2 separate regions of the Pan troglodytes genome follow, and region 1 is linked to region 2. The links are chromatin contacts, called in public Hi-C maps. All regions are on one chromosome and are shown on one strand. The core of a region is the stretch at or near the end of the contact, and the rest is flanking DNA. Distances in the headings are between cores, read along the strand shown.

Region 1 (2,700 bases), core at 52-2,551, 41 kb before region 2:
GAGAAGGAGAGAGAGCGAGGGAGGGAGACAAGAGATAGACAGACAGACAAGAGATACAGATAAAGGAAAGACATGAGAAAAATCGAGTAAGAGGGACTGGGATAAGGAATGAGAGATGGGAAAGAAATAATCAGAGGAATAGGAATAGAAACGAGGACGGGAAAGGGAAGAGGGGTGGGAGGAAGAAAAAGAATGTAAAGGACGGGAGAAAGATGGAGGGGAAAGGTCAGAGGAATGGTAAGTACTTGGCATAGTGTGGGCACTCAAGGAAATTACCCACCGAGGCAAGAGAAAGGGACTAGGGGAAGTTGGAGATGGAGGAGGGAATGAGGAAGACGGTGAAGAGCCAATGCCAAGAGAATAGAGACCAGAGGCCAGAGTGCGAATGGGGCAGATAGGAGGAAAGGGGCCCCCGTAAGAGTGGCCCTAAGCCGCAGAACCGGGCGGGCCCAGCGCGCCCCCTGTCGGCCCCGCCTCGCCTCCCTCAGCCCCGCGCTCTCGCTGGAGGGGGCGGTGGCCGTGCTGTCCCGCCCGTCGCGCCGGAGCTTGCTCTGGGGACCGCCACAACGTCCGCTCCACGGGCAGGGGAGGGGTGTCGGAGCTGGGAGGCACGCCGGGGAATGACTTGGGGCCCGAAGGAGGGCGGCGGCCCGGAGCAGAGGGGTGCTGAGGTCCGGCCCCGCTGCCTGTCCCTGCTGGTGCGCCCTCTCCGCCTGCCGCCCGGTGTCCCATCCACGCTCGGCCCCGCCGCCCCATCGGAGCCTGGGCCACCTCCCGCTTGCCCTCCTAGCCGGGCGGAGCCCGGGCCAGGTGGGCTGAGTTGGGGGGGTGGACTGGGTGGAGGGAAGGGGACCGGCCCAGCAGCTGCCGCCGCCTTCTCGTCGGCCGCAAACTTTCACAAAGCGGCGTGTCCGGCCTCATCAATCTCCATTAATAATAGTTGGTTGGGCCGCGGGGGGCGGGTGGGGGTCCCGGGCCGGCCGGCCGGGCCGCTGGGAACGGGCTCTGCGGAGGGAGCGGGAGCCGGGCGCGGCGGCGGCGGCGGGCGGAGGGAGGAAGTGAAGCGTAATTTGAGGAAGATGGATGAGTCCGGAGGGCGACACCCCCAGCCCGCCCGCTCGCCCGCCCCCTCCCTCCTTATGAGAGAGAGGGAGCGCGGCGCCGGAGCCACACTGCGCCGAGCCCGCGCCCCGCCGCCACCTCGGCCCGGGAGCCAGGGAGCGAGCCCTGCGTGTCCGCGCGGGGCGCCCGAGCCGCGGGGCGCACGGAGGCGCCCAGAGAGGAGCGCCCCGGGGCGGCCGCAGCTCCGAGCAAGATGCAGCGGGCCGGAGGCGGTAGCGCCCCTGGGGGCAACGGCGGGGGCGGCGGCGGGGGCCCGGGCACTGCCTTCTCCATCGACTCCCTAATCGGGCCGCCGCCGCCGCGCTCCGGCCACTTGCTGTACACCGGCTACCCCATGTTCATGCCCTACCGGCCGCTCGTGCTGCCGCAGGCGCTGGCCCCTGCGCCGCTGCCCGCTGGCCTCCCGCCCCTCGCCCCGCTAGCCTCTTTCGCCGGCCGCCTTACCAACACCTTCTGCGCGGGGCTGGGTCAGGCTGTGCCCTCGATGGTGGCGCTGACCACCGCGCTGCCCAGCTTCGCGGAGCCGCCCGACGCTTTCTACGGGCCCCAGGAGCTCGCCGCCGCCGCTGCCGCCGCCGCCGCCACTGCCGCCCGAAACAACCCCGAGCCAGGCGGCCGACGCCCAGAGGGTGGGCTGGAAGCTGATGAGCTGCTGCCGGCCCGGGAGAAAGTGGCAGAGCCCCCACCACCTCCGCCTCCGCACTTCTCAGAGACTTTTCCAAGTCTGCCCGGTAAGTGCTAGGGCCGACCAGGGCTGGCGGGAGGCCGGTTCACCTGGAAATTCCAGACAGGAACCTGCTCGGAACCTCGGCACCTGCCTGGAGCCTTGAAGTCCCAGACCTTTAGATCGCGCGCAGGTTCTGACTCCAATTCAGTTCCAAATACAGCCTCTTTAGATTCCAGAACCCCCGCCCTGCTCTGTCCCCATAGCCCTGAAGGCTAACCGAAGACTTTGCAGTGCTACCTTCACATTAGTGCCTTTCCCTCGGCATCCTAGCCATCAAGCCTTGGCCCTGTCTCCTTTTCAGAATTCCTTCATTTTTTTCCTCCTCTGTCAGGGGTAGACAAGCTACAAGGATGGGATTTCCGGGGGCACCAAGATGGGGGTATGTTGAAGCAGCTGTCAGTTCAGCAATGGAGGGCATGTTCTGGCTTCTAAGGAGATCATACTGACCCTAAAGGCTCAAAGGATAGGAATAGGCTCTGTGGATGCAGGGGCAAAAAGAGTGTGGGGGGGGCGGGGTGCGTCTCAAAGCCGTGACTTCTGAATTGGCAGATTCAGAGCTAAGCCTTGAAGAACTGAGTAGGGGGCCAAAGAGAACATTAGCTACAGGAGGCCTAGCACACGCTGGACAAGTGCTGACTAGGAGACCAAGAGAGAGGCTAAAGGCTGGGCTGAGTTGGGTGTGGCCCAAAGATCTAGGGTGCAGAACCCAGCTAAGATTCAGCTGACAGATAATTCAAGGGCCCTGGACCCTCCATGAATGGTGCCCTCTCCATAGAGGCAGGGTGTATTAAACTGAACCTTGTTTAGAGTCCATTCAATTAGAGCCCTCCTGACCTCTCTATTGGTCCTTA
Region 2 (2,700 bases), core at 20-2,519:
AGCATGCGGGCTGGGAGTTGAAGTACATGGCCATGTGCAGACACATCCTGCTACCTGGCCCCCTTGGCCTGGGAGACCCTATCCTCAAAAGGGGTTTCTGAAAACTAGCGGCACTAAGGGGACCTTCCACAAGGCAAGCGGGCCCTGCCTCGTGGTCTGCGAAGGAGTCTTCCAGGTAGGCTGGGCCTTGGTGACCTGCCTCTGGGTGTGGTATTCCTGTCACTGGCCAGGGGCCAGGTGCACTGAGAGCTCAGAAGCAGTCAGCTGTTCCCCCTCCCGCTGCGACCAGCCATGGCACTAGCGTGCTCGAAGGCTCTAAGTCCCTCAGCTCTGGAGATGCCTTGGAGTCATCCCCAATACCCCCCGCCCCGCCCCCAGCACACAAACCAAAGAAATAACCAAGTGTGAGGGATGGACCCGGCTCCCCGCCCCCGTCCCGACTCCCCTCACCCCACTAGGCGTGCTTCCCTCTCCCAGCCTCTCCCAGCCTTTCCCAGCCTTCAGCAGGAGACTCCACGGCCGGCCCCGCCCCGCCCCGCCCCGCCCCGCTCCGCTCTGCTCCCATCTCCAGCGGCCTGGAAGGTGGAGCCCCTCAAGGCCTGCACTGCGCGCGGTTTCTCCGACAGGGCGGGAAGGGGTCTCTGCACCTCCTTTCCGACACAGACACGTGTGGCTCCTCCCTCCTCGCAGAGAATGTGATCGGGGAGGGGGTCCCTCCTCCACCCTGAACGCCCCCGTCCTCGGCAACGCCCTCCCCAGTCGGAGGCGAGGGAGCCGCTGTAATGACGCTCGTTAGCCGGGGGCGCGGGCGGAACGACCCGGCCGCTCAGCCCCGCCCCACCCACCCGCCCGCTCCCGGGAAGCGGACAGGAGGAAACCCGCCTAGCCCGTGCCTCTTCCCACTCCCTCTCCAAAGAAGCTACAGGGGTTCCTGCTCCCTCCCCGGCCGGCCGGCTGCGCACGGCGGAGCAGGAAGCAATCTGGGGCGGAATGGGAACGGCGCAGAGGCGCGGAGGCGACAGCCCCCAGAGGACCCGTTCCCGCCGCCGCCTCCCTCCCAGCTCCGCCAGCCGACTTAATTGCGGAGTCCGGATTGATTGGGAATGCAAATGGCAACTGAAATGCAATCTCCACTCCCAGCAGGAGCTGGGGGGGAGGGGAAGGAATAGAACCGGGAGAACGGGACAGGAGGGCGGAGCAAGGAGGGGCTGCAGATCTGGCGGGGCTGGACCGGCGGCAGCGGGGAAGCGCCAGGAATGGCCACCAGGCTGGAAGAAGAGAACGGACGCGCCCCGCCCCTAGCGAGCGATCGTTACAGAACGGGAAGGAGCGGGCACCCCCTAAAGGGTGTCACTGCATCAGGCACAGGCCTCTGACACCTGCCCCCAGCTGGCGGCACCACTCTGGGCTGTGCAGCTAGAGGGCCTTCCTACTGATCGTCCCTGAGATTTAGGGGTGAAAACACCCAAGTGACCTACTAACTCTAAGACTGGACCAGAACCCCAGGTTCAAGTTCACAGGGCTTCCTCCCCAACCCAACATCTCTCCTTCCTTCCCATGTGAGGGATTCAGGGAACAAATAAGTCAGCCCCTGATGACCAGTGAGGAAAGGGAGCACGTAGGACCCCAAGGAAAGTGGTCCCATTTTCGTAGTGAATTCGGTGAAGTGTGTCTACACACCCACTCACCGCCCACGCCCTCCCTTGCACTCCCCATCTCCAAGCAGGGAGCTGAGGAGCCTACGCCCAAAGCAGAGGGCGTCACCTAGCAGGGTCCCCCACAAAGGAGGTGCCCGGAGAGAGGGGATCAAAGGAGCAACAGGTTTGTGCAGGGTCTGTCCTGCACAAAGACACACATACACACGCACTCCGCGAACGAACAGGGAAGCCTCTGGCTGCTGTCACTGTGCTCTTGGCTTTCCAGGGGGCCCCCCAGTAGTCTGGCCCAACTGGGGTGGTCACTGCCAGACATAAATGCAATGAACATTTCAAGAGAGGGGTGAGTGGAAACAATACGGATCACCGCATGGGACCCTGTGGGACCCTGCCCTCTGGGACACTACTCTGCTTGGAACTCTTCATTCTAAATGGACTTTCGCTGGGGGTCAGAAACCCCTAGCCTTAACGAATGAATCCTGGTCACACCGACTGGCCCCTCCCCACAAGCAGTCACACTGCCCATGAGTCCCAGCCCAGGAGAGCCACACCTGACGGCAGGCCTTGCCACGCCGGGCTCAGGGGCTCTGGCCACATGAGCCTCCTCTGTGGTCAAAACTTGGCAGTACGGCTGCCTATGTACATGGCCTCTCCAACCACCAGATCCCAAGAAATTCTGTGCCAAGTGCCCCCGTTCTTATGGGCACCCCAGCTCCTCAGGCTCTTGCCCACACACCAAAGACATGCCTCCCCATCCACCCCAGCTGCTCTGGCTCAACACATCAAAGAGACGCCCTCCGTGGGGCAATGCCGTGTCCACTGCAGGAATCCAAGACCGGAGGTGTGGAAGAAGGCAGGCCCAGGGCCCCCAGGACTGACTAGAAAGGAGGTGGGAGAGGTGAGGAAGTGGTCTCTCTACTTTTTTCTTTAAAGACGAACAGAGGCCCTTATTAACAAAACCATGCCAACAGACCTAGCGCTGGACTAGCCCTCAGTATCCCCTTCCACGCAGGCTTCTCGGGTTGCTCATTTTCCTTAGAGAGCC

The links. Hi-C and Micro-C count contacts between places; a contact is called where the count stands out from the background.
Region 1: a contact with region 2 is called in a Hi-C map of stem cell-derived neural progenitor cells, with 5 times the contacts expected there. The contact joins the promoter of GBX1 here to the enhancer-like site in region 2. A contact is called at or near these places in 3 of 7 Hi-C or Micro-C datasets (induced pluripotent stem cells and stem cell-derived neural progenitor cells).

The regions. Positions count from the first base shown.
Region 1 is chr6:166,182,456-166,185,155 of NHGRI_mPanTro3-v2.0_pri, reverse strand. GBX1 (gastrulation brain homeobox 1) reads left to right here and starts at 1,301. Exons shown (of 2, transcript XM_001138059.7): 1 at 1,301-1,853. The coding sequence starts at 1,316.
Region 2 is chr6:166,141,245-166,143,944 of NHGRI_mPanTro3-v2.0_pri, reverse strand. All of the region lies in intron 9 of AGAP3 (ArfGAP with GTPase domain, ankyrin repeat and PH domain 3), which reads right to left. Among named protein-coding and RNA genes, the nearest start is that of AGAP3, 40 kb to the right of the region's middle. Within about 2 kb of position 1,269, at least 8 of the 24 cell types and tissues checked have an H3K27ac peak or open chromatin away from gene starts, as enhancers often do. A contact at or near this core is called in induced pluripotent stem cells and stem cell-derived neural progenitor cells, where this site is marked.